Linked DNA regions of Sus scrofa: all the other regions are linked to region 1. A link is a contact called in public Hi-C data. All regions are on one chromosome and are shown on one strand. Each heading gives the region's core, a stretch centred on a gene start, on an enhancer-like site or on the middle of the called end of the contact. The rest is flanking DNA. Distances are from core to core; before and after follow the strand shown.

Region 1 (4,236 bases), core at 1,042-3,541:
CGGCATCTGGCCATCGGGCTGGATGCCGTGTTCCAGGCAGTAGAGCTCCCAGCAGGCATTGCCGATCTGGACACCAGCTTGGCCAACGTGGATGGAGATGCACTCACGCTGTGGGAAGGAAAAGAGAAAAATTGTAAAATTAGGCTGTACTAGCATTTTCAATTTTCAGTATATTTCTAAAACTTTCTAGTAATAAATATTCTTCAAATTTATTTCAGGTCATATTCATAAAACAATAGAAATGATTATAGAAAAGCACCTGCTACCAATGCTGCAGATGGGTGTGGTCTGAATAATAATAATGTTGCACTGTTTAGCACATGGTGCAAGCCCATTGTTCCAACAGCCATTCTTGAATAGAAGTTTTTTCATATTTAAAAAATATTCAAAGCACAGATTTTGTAAAATGAAGTAAACTCAATCACTAATTAATTGGAATCAATATTACTGCCTCCTTCCCCTTTAAAGATGAGAGTTTCTTCTAAATAGGACTTGGTATTCCAAGATGGACATCTGTACTGCAGCTGAGGCTAGAAGCCACACCCTTTTGCAGTCTCTCTGCAGAATCCATCATTTCTAGCTGTTTAGAAGCTAAATAAGGACTGCCTGCCTCCTGCATTGCATTGCTGCATTGCTGCTTTTGCTGTGCCTGGTGCCAGCCTGTACTGTCTGCTACATTATTTAACAGAGCAAGCTCTATTTCCAGCAATTGCCTACATGATCTCATTGTGCTATTCTGCCAGTTTTCCTCCTCTGACCCAGTCTGGGACCATATGGCTAAACTGAAATGAATTAATGAAGATGCACCAGAACAAAAGACAGCTGGACAAGAGTATAGATCTTCTTTGCAACATTTTCACTACTTAAAAAATTTTTTTTTCCAGAATCTTCTCCACTGCAAAAAACTGAAAAAAATCATTAATATCTTAAAAACAACAGTTCTTAAATTAGAAATAGTACAGTTCTTAAATTAGAAATAGTACATGTGAAGCTACCACAGAATAAACGCCCAATGAAAGGATAATGAAATACGTGTTTAAAATAACAAAACATTTTCAGTCTGAGATTCTCTATCACAGAGTAGTCATTACATTCAATAGGAAGTGTCTTCCCTATGGCCTTCAAGGCTACAACTTCCTTTGTCTCTCCATTGTCTATTCACTGACAAAAGGGGGGGTAGGGGTGGTGGCCGGGAAGGGCGTTTCCCTGGGTCCTCAGCATTGGGGGCACCCTGGCTCGCAAAATCTGCTTTCTCCCTCGATGAACGGGAGACAGACACATAGGAGTTAGGACCGGGCGGCCCCATACCAAACGTTAAAGGGCCTGTCAAGTGAATTGTGGTTTGGTTCCTCCAGAAAAAAAAATATTTAAGTTTTAACAGTGAATGAAAAAAATCTTTTAACGCGTACGGCTCTGCAATGATGAAAGGCTTATTAAAAGTCTTCTGACTGAGGAGGCTTAGCGAGGGCGAACCCCGCCCAGGGGCTCCAAGGCCAGAGAAGCAAGAAACAAACAACTCCGCCCCTGCGCCGCCTTGACGCCGGCCGCCACCAGATCCAACAGAAACTAACCATTTTCCCCGTTAATATACGGGTATCTTTCTAAAACGCAGACGAACTGGCGAGGGATCTTTTAACACTAACCGGAGGCTCTGCTTTGTCCCTGTCCTTCTCTCCCCTCTTCTTTCCAGCTACACCCACCGATCCCAGTCTTTTGGTTCGACGCCTCCTCTCCCTGCCCCTGGAGAACAACGCGAGGAAGGGCCCCTCCTAAGCATACGAATACCGTGCTCACACAAGGAGGGCTGAGCGGGCGACGCCAAGATCGCCTTCCCTGTCCCAGACCCTTTCATCACCGGCAGATGGGCTGCTTGAGGCTCGGAAGGGCTCGGATAACAAAAACTCCCTCTGCGCCGCCTTTGTTCGTTCTGCTGTGCCCTGGACGCAATTCTGGCTGGACTCCTGAACCCGCACTGCGGCTTCGGCCGCGGCCGGGCTCAAGGATTTGGAGCAGACAAAGCTAAACCTTGCGAACAAAGCCAAAAGCTATCCTTATCTAACAAGTTGTAAAGGAAATAGGGCTTAAGAATTTCCAAGTAGATCCTTAGAGGCTGACCCCACCCAACGGTCACAAAGAGCCAGAGAAAACATTCTTACCATAGTTGCTGTTTTGCGGCGCCGAGCAGATGGCGGAGAAGAGAGGTTGTTGCTTCTTACAGCGCGACTCTTAAGCGGTCGATGTAAGAGAACCTGCGGCACATGGGCGGACGCAGCTCCCTATATACAACTCGGTCACCATGGGGATGGGCAGGGGCCTTTTCCTGTTGGTCCAGACCCCTCAATCTGCCCAGAGAAGCCACGGCAGGAGAGTGGTGATTGGTGCAGGAGACATGGGATGAGGTAATCTCTCCCCCACCCCTTTTTCCCTAGCATCCATAGACTGTTTGCATCCTTCAGACAAAGAGACCGTGCAAAAACAGTCAGCGAGCATCCATTATGGGGTGGGGTTGCGAAGGGGTGGGGGAGGAGAGAAAGAATAGGAGTTGGATGATTTTATATTGTCTAAACCTCAAACTACAGTTAAAATGACCAATTTAAGAGGTTTATTTTAAACAACATTTAATCGCAGAATTTGTGTTGAGATGAAATATTTAATGCAAAATTACTCCCAGAACCTCTCTCAAAGTATACTGAACTACATTTGGTGAGGATTCAACATCTCTAATTGCTTTAAGAATAAATTAGAAGAGAAGATAGGATGATGCTTAAAATGGCTTAGGAAAATGTGATTTTTTTTAATTTTAAAAGAATTCAATAATAGAGCCATCCAAAATGATTTCTCAGGTTCAAGTAATTTATTTTCTGACCTTCCTTTACACCTCTCCCCCAAATAGCTAAACAAAAGCAGAAATGGAAAGAATAACCATACTAAATATGGAGGCACACAAGTAGTTCTAACATGAAGATAATTAAAATCTAATGAACATACCATATTTAGTCTTTTAGAAATATTCTTTTATCAGAAGTCTATGTAATATATTTTATGTAGTATAATGTTCCTTAAAATGAATCATCTTTCCTAATATATAACTGAGAAAATACAAGGAGAAATAATTGAGTTCAGAAGCTAGTACTACCTGTGCATGTAGTTATATTATTCTGTCTTCTGAAAAGAGAAAAGTTACTGAGACACCAAATTAAAAAGGAGGAGAGCTGTATAATGTAAAAAAGACCATTTTGTAATACCGTCTCCTTCCACAGACAACTGTGTAGATATTAGCTCAATAACTGTGTTTCTTTTTTATGTGGTTCGTATGTGAATTTGGTAAATTTTATCACTCTAAGATTGTATTTCTAACTGTGGGAACTGTAACCAGCCTAATACTGTTGCTATCCAACTGGACTTCTGGTGGTTGCTCAGTTGCCTCTTGGGACAAAAGACTTTGCTTTTACCCCTAGGAAATGGATTGCAGTAACATTCTTTTGCTATTTAGAAAGGTTCCATTATCATTAAGGACGTGCTATGCAGAATATAATTCTGGACCGGGTACCATTTGACATAGCTAATGAAGTTTCAGAAGTAAAAAGATTTGTTATGGCCACTGAAGTTGAAAATTTATATTTTGGCAGATAATTTTTCCTTTCGTTTTTTAGCAACAGATTTTCAGGGTCTGCAGCACCATTTATAGTGCTCTGCAGAGCCCATTCATTCCTGCTGGGCTGGCAGGCAGAGCTGGGCGTGGGAGGGAGGGACTTGAGACAGCTGGTGCAGGTTATGGTGTGACAATGGTGGCCACGGATTTCTCTAGCCTGCCAGCCATAGCTCTGCTTTACTTGTTCAAATAAGCCGCAGTAATGTTCTCTAGGAAAAAATGAATCCTGACACAACAAATAATTGTATCTACTTCTTGTGTATTTTATAGGAAAAATAGTATTTATTATCTCTACCCTTTAGCAAATAAAAATATATTTCAGTAAAGAGAATTAAGGATGACCTGAATTTTTTTTTTTCCTGAACCTATGCATTTAACAAAAATAAGAATTAAATGGCATAGGGAAGTATGAGGGTTTATAAGTAGCTCACTGAAAATGCTCTAAAAAATCTTAATAATAAAATAAATACCACACTGCTGGACCATGGTAAAGTTTGCCTTTTTAGAATGTGAGGCACAGTCTTAAGTTTTATCTTCTTTATAATATAAAAGAAATATGTCATTTCCACAAGTTTCAGTTCTTT
Region 2 (4,236 bases), core at 647-3,146, 53 kb before region 1:
TCAAACATTAGCTGACCACCTACTCCTTTTACCATTACAACATCCCTTGGAGAAAGGTACTGTGATTAGCATTTTAGAGATTAGAAATGGTGAAAGGTTGTCACACAGCTAAGGGTTGCAGGTTACCTTCCTGTGACCTTGATATATGTACTGTTTGGGAAGTCTCATCTTCATGGAATTAAACCCTTCCTCTAAAATGGAGGGAGGAGTTCCCGTCGTGGCTCAGTGCTTAATGAATCCGACTAGGAACCATGAGGTTGCAGGTTCGATCCCTGGCCTTGCTCAGTGAGTTAAGGATCTGAGTTAAGGTTGACGATCTGGTGTTGCCGTGAGCTGTGGTGTAGGTTGCAGCCGCGGCCCGGATCCTGCGTTGCTGTGGCTCTGGTGTAGGCCGGAGGCTACAGTTCCAATTCAACCCCTAGCTTGGGAACCACCCAATATGCCGTGGGAGCGGCCCAAGAAAATGGCAAAAAGACAATAAATAAATAAATAAATAAATAAATAAATAAATAAATAAAATGGAGGTAGCAGGCAATACATGGAAACACAAAAGAAGGACTAAGTTCACAACGCTCCCCACTGAAGAATAAGAGTGCAATTTTTCCTGCAGGGAAATACAGTAATGGTAATTTATTTTATTTTATTATTTTATTTTTTTGGTCTTTTTTGCCATTTCTTGGGCCGCTCCCGTGACATATGGAGGTTCCCAGGCTAGGGGTCTAATCAGAGCTGTAGCCGCTGGCCTACATCAGAGCCACTGCAATGCGGTTTCCAAGCCGAGTCGGCAACCTACACCATAGCTCATGGCAACACCAGATCCTTAACCCACGGAGCAAGGCCAGGGATCGAACACACAACCTCATGGTTCCTAGTCAGATTCCTTAACCACTGAGCCACAACGGGAACTCCTAAGAGTGCAATTCTAAAGGCCTAGGCTAGTTAGTCTCGTTACTATCTGAGCAAGAGTCAGGGGCAGAATTAACAACTGAATTCTGTGCTCTTGTAACTTCTGCTGGGCAAGTTACTTTTATCTCTTTTCTCTTTCCCCAGTGATTTGCAGTAGAACCTTGGGAAATAAAAAGCATAAACTTTGGAATTCCCTGGTGGCCTGGTGGTTGAGACTTGGTACATTCACTGCTGCACTGCTATGGCCTGAGTTCAATCCCTGGTCTGGGAATGAGATCCCACATCAAGTGGCCATACACCACAGCAAAAAACAAAGCAAAACAAAACAAAAAAACGTATGCGTATATATATATACGTATTTGTGTGTATATATCTTTGTCTTTGATAGTAGCAAGATAATGAGAGGACCTGAAGAGCTGATTTCCCTTTAGCTGGCCTACGCCAGAGCCACAAGAATGTGGGATCTGAGCCTCATCTGCAAGCCATCTGCAAGCCAGATCCTTAACCCACTGATTGAGTCCAGGGATCAAACCTGCGTTCTCGTGGATGCTAGTCAAATTCGTTTCTGCTGAGCCACAACAGGAACTCAAAGTACTTTAAATGATCTTGTTAAAACACACATATATTTGATCTGTCTCAGCTCAAAACCCCTCTAAAGCAATCCATTTACACTTAAAATTCACCTGCCTTGGAGTTCCCTTCGTGTCTCAGCAGTTAACGAACCCGACTAGCATCCACGAGGACTCGGTTCAATCCCTGGACTTGCTCAGTGGGTTGGGGATCCAGCATTGCCGTGAGCTGTGGTAGTGGGTTGCAGATTCAGCCTGGATCCCAAGTTGCTGTGGCTCCGGTGTAGGCCAGCGGCTACAGCCCTGATTGAATCCCTAGCCAGTGTGGTCCTAAAAAGACAAAAAAAAAAAAAAAAAAAATTCACCTGCCTTAAAGTAAGCCTACAAAGCCCTCAGGGGTAATAAAATGTTGGCCTCTTGGCTGTGTCAAATGTGCTGTGTTTTGTTTGGCTCACTGAATTTTTAACAAGGATGAGCAAATATTTAAAAATCAGGAGGGGGATTTCCCATCATGGTGCCGTGGAAACGAATCCAACTAGGAACCATGAGGTTGCAGGTTCTATTCCCGGCATCGATCAGTGGATTAAGGATCTGGCGTTGCTGTGAAATGTGGTAGGTGGCAGACACAGCTTGGATCTGATGTTACTGTGACATAGGGGGGGTGCAGCCAAAAAATAATTATGATTAAAAAAAAAATCAGGAGATGGGAGTTCCCATTGTGGCTCAGTGGGTTAAAGACCCGACATTGTCTCTATGAGGATGGAGGTTCAATCCCTGGCCTTGCTCAATGGGTTAAGAATCCAGTGTTGCCATGGCTGTGGCATAGGCCCCAGTTGCAGTTCCCAGTCAGGAACTTCCATAAGTTCAGTGCAGCAGTTAAAAAAAAAAGAAATCAGGAGATGACACCTTAAACATTCACATTTCAGTGTGTTAAATGGAAGAAATAGACGATCTGGGAGTTCCTGCTGTGGCACATGGGATTGGCAGAGTCTCCATAGTGCCAGGATACAGGTTCTGTCCCCAGCTCAGCACAGTGGGTTCAAGGATCCTGTGTTACCACAGCTGCATTGTCATAGGTTACAACTGCAGCTCAGATCTGATCCCTGGCCCAGGAACTCCATATGCTATGGGGTGGCCAAAAAAGAAAGAAAACAAACAAACAAAAACTCAGAAGATCTGGACAACAAGGACCTCTGGCTCTGGAGACTGGGCAGGATGTGCTCCAGCCTCCCACAGCCTCTGTCACTTGGGTGAACACTTAATACCTCACCAGTTCTTCTATTTGCATTGTCAGCCCAGCTTGGCATTTGAGTTTGGGACCTGTGAGCTAGCTCCTCTTTACTGCTTCAACTTGGCACCATCTTCACCCTGAGCTTTGGTAAATTCCTGGTGGACCCTGCCAAGCTCTTTCCTTCCCTGGGGTTCTGCACTTGCTGTTTTCTCTTACAACCGAATCTGACCTGGAACCATGAGGTTGCGGGTTTGATCCCTGGCCTCACTCAGTGGGTTAAGGATTTGGCATTGCTGTGAGCTGTGGTGTAGGTCGCAGACGCAGCTCGGATCCTGTGTTGATGTGGCTGTGGCATAGGCCAGCAGCTGTAGTTCCAACTGGACTCCTAGCCTAGGAACCTCCATATGCTGCGGTTGTGGCCTTAAAAAGCAAAAAAAAAAGAAGAAGAAGAAGAAGAAGATAACCCTTAGCCTGGGAACTTCTGTAAGCCGCAGGGTGTGTCCCTAAAAATGAAAAAAAAAAAAAAAAAAAAAAAAGCTAGGTTCTGTTTCTAGCACTATCATCCTGGGCTATACTTTATCTCATTTACAAAACTAGAAGACCCTTAAGATTGCTTCCAAATCTATAATATTCACAGTCTTTTACAGTTTACAAAGGGCTGTGACACTGTCCACGTCACAGGCAATTATATCTGATTCTTTTAACAATTGGCTAACAAAGATTCTGCTTAGCGAATTATCTGCAGAATGTACAACTGAAATAAAATTTAAGAGGCACAATATCAAGAAACAAATGAACACAGACCTGCATCGTATAAGACAAGCTTGAGCTCAAAACTGAGAGAAACAGTCTGGAAGACTTCCCTTGAGAAAGTAGTTTTGAGTCCAGCAGCAGTCCAGTTTATTTGCACAAGTCCTTGAGTCCTTGTTTACAATCCATTGGAAGCACAATAACTTTCTTTCTATTGCCTATGTTTACCACTGGTGCAAGTTTCTCTATTTACTGAATTAACACTTAGAACTCTGTGCAAAGATACTACACAATCTCTTTTTAGGCTTACCAAATCTCCCTTTGTCCAAATCCTGTCTACTTCCCAAGGCTCAACCCAAATATCTTTTCTCTATCTCTCTCTCTTTTTGTTGTTGTTGTTGTTCTTTTTTAAGACTGCACCCACAGCATATGGAGGTTTCCTGGCTAGGGGTCAAATCAGAGCTGTAGCCAGCCTACACCACAGCCACAGCCACACCAGATCCATGCCACATCTGCAACTTACCCCACAGTTCATGGCAACACCAGATCCTCAACCCACTGAGCAAGGCTAGGGATTGAACTCAAATCCTCATGGATACTAGTCGGGTTCATTACTGCTGAGTCTCACAGGAACTCCCCAAATATCTTTTCTTCCATGTTTTCTTAAAGGGATTTCCACCTTCTCTAAACTCCCAAAAGAACATTCGGTTGTATAATTTAGTGACCAATTAGATATATACACACTGCCTTGGCGGAACATTCATAACCTCGAGTTGTTAT
Region 3 (4,236 bases), core at 1,083-3,582, 47 kb after region 1:
AAGCTTTCTCTGACCAACAAAGTCCATTTTCTGTTGTGTATGCAAGCTCATTCCAGCCAAAACTGAAATTCCAACTGGATATAAAAGGCCACCTCAGCTGTCAAGCACAGAAGCCATGTGTGACTTTTGGTTTAAAAATCAGTCGAGGGAACAGATGCTGTGAGTGCTTGGGGAGTGGCAGGCCTATTCCTGATACAAGAACAAACACCCTTTGTCTTAATTCCACAGTTAAGTCAGGAATAGACAATTTTGAATGCTTTTACCTTTAAAGGAACTATGTTATATAATTCTTATGAGAAAAAAATCACCTATAGTATAAAAAGGTGTGATTTCTCAGAAAGCCTTTCCACAGCTGAAGAGATTTCTTAATAGACAAAGGAATTTGATCATTAAATCATGTGTCTGTGAGGAAGAGATTCTTAAGAGTAAGGCACAGGACATCTATTATTAGGTTAAGTAGGATTCAAAACACTGTCTCTACTCCCCCTTTCTGAAGGTGACCCTTTAGTTTTTATTTGATAGAGGCACCTTTCTGAACTTTTTGCCTAGAAACCCAGGATAAAACCTACAGCCTGTTAGAATTCTAAAAAGAGTTTGACCTTGCATTTTACAGTCAGTGTTCAGGGCTCCAAAAATATGCTGTCCAATATTTATTGGGAATTAACTTATTTTACCCTCCTCCAAGAGGTGAACGCAGCTGGTATATGAGACTTCAGAGAGAGCTCAGTTTCCAAGGAGGAACAAAGAGAAAGTAGGCACCCTCCCCCTCAGAGAAGCCACTTGGCTTTGTCTGAGCCTACTCCCTCTGAGCACTGCAGCAGGAGAGGCTCAAAGCTGTGGCCCTGCTGATTAGTTGAATAACACTTGGTTCAGCAGTCCTGGGGATGTGTGGAGATGTGTGCTTGCCTGCACAATATTAATGTTATCAGCTGCCCTGTTCATGTGTCCTCTCCCCGAAGGAGGAGTAACACTTAGAGAGATATTCCCCTCCTTATTTCTGTTTCTCTGCAGATAAATAAATGTCAGGCATGTCTTGGATCCTGTCCCTGTTGACTAAGTTACTATATATCCATTACTCCTCTTTGTCCTCCAAACACTGAGCTCTCAGTGTTCATGTGGTAGGATCCAGATTGTGAAGTCTGCAGTGGTTATGTACAGGACTCAGGCCCAACTTTCCTTCTCCAGGATACTCAGGAAGCTTCTGTTCCAGTTGGGTTCCTAATTTCTGGCACTACTGCTCAAAAAGAGAGGGTCTGCTTTGAACCAGAGCCTGTAATTAATGCCTGCAACTATATACCTTGATGGGAGATGGGGCTTTGCATATCAGAGAACAGGAACCTGATAAACAGCATGACTGGTCTAATGAAACTGTCCACCTATGGGCCTTCACTCCCTTACTAGAAAAAAAAAAAAAAAAAAAGATGTGCAATTCTTACACTTAATGCACTGAATATCTGCAAGTGGAAGGGATGAGAAGGTTATTAGTGCATCATTTGGGCATCGTGAAGGACAGGGCTCTGTAGGAGAAAGCATCAGCTTAATGAAGGGCAACATAAAGCTCTATGCAGCATAAAAAGGGGGAAGCTGCGCTTTGGCATCATCTTGCAGGTTACGATTCCAGCAATCGCGCTGGCTCAAGAGCTGAAGCGCAACCGTCATCCTCTTTCTGTGGGCTTCAGCCATAGGGGGAGAAAGGTGGTACCACAATTCTCTCCCAGTGGATGACGATGACGTATTCTAGGCAGATGATTGCGGAGGCTCCTGTCAAATGAGTGAAGAGAAAAAGGAAGTGGGGAGAGGAGGAGGGACTCTAGAAATGGAACTGCAACAGCCCTGGAATAAAAATGAGGGGCTGTAATGAGAAATGATAAGCACAACCACCTTGAAATTCAACCCTCTGCCCGTTTTTTCCGGTTTGCTGCTGGTTACCTCTTTTACTCTTTTGTCAGTAACTTAAAGCAGGATGGGCTAATGAAAAAGAGCTCCATCAGGTTATATTTTTCACTCCTTTATGATTGCTTTAAATAATAATTATACCATAAAATTCAAAGCCAATCTTTAGCTTTAGGAAACATTAGCAACAGAAAAGCACTTTGAAACATTGTATCCCAAACCACAAGAGGCCTCTAAAGTTTCTTTTCTCCACAGAAAGACTGGTCTGGTTGTGCCCATTACTTTCAGTTTTGTTGGGGAGGGGGCGTAACGTGCATCTTGAGTGCAAACGTGTTCAGAATGTCTGTTGGGACTAAGTGGTGTGGGGAGCGAAGCCGCAGCCTCTGGCGAGGTCCGAGCTTTCCCCCGTTTCACCAGCAGGCGGCCCTGTTTCCAGGGCGCCCGCGACCGCCGCCCCGCCCGCCTCCAAGGTCACTTCCGCTGCGGCCCCGCGAGGCTACTCCCCCTGCCACGCCTTGCTTGTTTTTTTTTTTTTTTTTTGAGGCCGCCTTTCTTTACCCAGCACTGTCTACTAACATCTTTGAACCATTGTGCTCTTGTGACAATTTATGCTACTTGAAAGCTTGCTTCTTGAGTCCTTTGAAAGAGCGGAAATTCTTAAAATCAAATAAAATGTATTTGGGATTGCGTAATCACTGATTTTTTTTACAATATCTCAAATGCATTTCAACTTAGTCAAATAAAAAGAGCCCCTGAGCTAACAGAGAAGGCAATATATGTTGAAAAATGGAATGCTTAAAAAACAAAAAAGCAAACTCCTCTTCCTGTTTATTCAGACTCTTCCGCAGATTTAGAGAACAGGCCGCGAAAATTCAGCTGCGGCGCCATCTGCTGGAAGTGGCGCGACACTGCAAGACCTTGCTGGGGAAGGTTGCAGGTGAAGGTCTGGCCTTCTGCCCAAGGAAGGCCTGCCACCAAGGTAGGTAGCATTCACGTGCAGTTGACTTATCTAAAAAGAGACTAACTTTTGGAGTTCCCTTTGTGGCGCAGCGGAAACGAATCTGACTGGGATCCATGAGGATGCAGGATCGCTCCCTGGCCTTGCTCAGTGGGTTAAGGATCCAGCGTTGCTTTGAGCTGTGGTGTAGGTCGAAGTCGCAGCTTGGATCTGGCATTGCTGTGGCTGTGGAGTAGGCCGGCGGCTACAGTTCCAATTGGTCCCTAGCCTGGGAACCTCCCTGTGCCAAAAAAAAAAAAAAATAGAAGAAACTAACTTGACCCGCTACAAGAAATGGCCTCAGGAGTTCCTGTCATGGCTCAGTGGTTAATGAATTGGACTAGGAACCATGAGATTGAGGGTTCAATCCCTGGCCTTCCTCAGTGGGTTAAGGATATGGCATTGCTGTGAGCTGTGGTGTAGCTTGCAGAGGTGGCTCGGATCCCACATTGCTGTGGCTCTGGCGTAGGCCAGTGGCTATAGCTCTGATTAGACCCCTAGCCTGGGAACCTCCATATGCCGCAGGAGCGGCCCTAGAAAAGGCAAAAAGATCCCCCCCCCCCCGCAAAAAAAATGGCCTCAGTTTTGAGGAGCCCTCCAGCCTAAATGAACTGGCATATGTTATAGGGGTGTTCTCATAGGAAAACCTGGAGCTTTGGAAGAGGAGGTTTAACTCATTTCATTACATCTGTACAGTTTGCAGGTGCAATGCTGAAAACTAAAACTCTATTTTCCATCAAGGCACACAGGGAAGTATCAGGAACAGAAGTCACAATGTATTTGTTCTCTTGAATGGAACTGATTTTGCTGAATGGAAGGAATTTTAAAGGATGAAGAGGGTGACAGAAATAAAATTAACCTGGGAGTAGGGAGGTATTAAAAATGTGGTTTTGGCCATGGTGTGATATAAGGTCAGTAAGCCCTGCTATCATTTTCCAAACTCTTAAGTCAGTTCTGATTTACTTGATGATTTTTCTATTTAGGAGACTTCGGGCCCTTTCCACACAAAAGTCTAAACCCATTTGCAAACCCATTTATATACATACTTGAGCACAAATCTCAATTCACCATTACTGGAAACTTTGTTAAATGCCATAGTCTGAAAATGCTTGGGGCACTGGAAGTAAGCAGAATTTTATCTTATTTGAATAAATTTTTTTTTATTTTATAATGATTTTTATTTTTTCCATTATAGTTGGTTTACAGTGTTCTGTCAATTTTCTACTGGACAGCAAAGTGACTCAGTTACACATACGTGAATACATTCTTTTTTCTTTCATTATCACGCTCCATTGCTAAGTGACTAGATGTAGTTCCCAGTGCTATACAGCAGGATCTCATTGCTT

Evidence for each region. A called contact is a pair of places that touch in the nucleus more often than the background predicts.
Region 2: a contact with region 1 is called in a Hi-C map of epiblast stem cells, with 2.1 times the contacts expected there. The contact joins the promoter of LMBR1L here to the promoter of TUBA1A in region 1. A contact is called at or near these places in 3 of 47 Hi-C or Micro-C datasets (epiblast stem cells, heart right ventricle and skeletal muscle) and 2 of 2 datasets of contacts at active chromatin or transcription factors (alveolar macrophages and skeletal muscle).
Region 3: a Hi-C map of brain shows a contact between it and region 1, with 6 times the contacts expected there. The contact joins the enhancer-like site here to the promoter of TUBA1A in region 1. A contact is called at or near these places in 8 of 47 Hi-C or Micro-C datasets (brain, embryonic fibroblasts, fetal skeletal muscle and 3 more) and 2 of 2 datasets of contacts at active chromatin or transcription factors (alveolar macrophages and skeletal muscle).

The regions. Positions count from the first base shown.
Region 1 is chr5:15,187,920-15,192,155 of Sscrofa11.1, forward strand. It overlaps TUBA1A (tubulin alpha 1a), which reads right to left and starts at 2,292. Exons shown (of 4, transcript NM_001315710.1): 1 at 2,157-2,292; 2 at 1-108. The coding sequence starts at 2,159. The region is part of intron 1 of LOC100127131 (tubulin alpha-1C chain); the gene reads left to right.
Region 2 is chr5:15,135,729-15,139,964 of Sscrofa11.1, forward strand. LMBR1L (protein LMBR1L) reads right to left here and starts at 1,897. Exons shown (of 16, transcript XM_021091595.1): 1 at 1-1,897.
Region 3 is chr5:15,235,224-15,239,459 of Sscrofa11.1, forward strand. LOC100127131 (tubulin alpha-1C chain) reads left to right here. Exons shown (of 6, transcript XM_013988248.2): 3 at 2,730-2,872. Among named protein-coding and RNA genes, the nearest start is that of PRPH, 46 kb to the right of the region's middle. Within about 2 kb of position 2,333, at least 51 of the 83 cell types and tissues checked have an H3K27ac peak or open chromatin away from gene starts, as enhancers often do. A contact at or near this core is called in alveolar macrophages, brain, fetal skeletal muscle and 3 more, where this site is marked.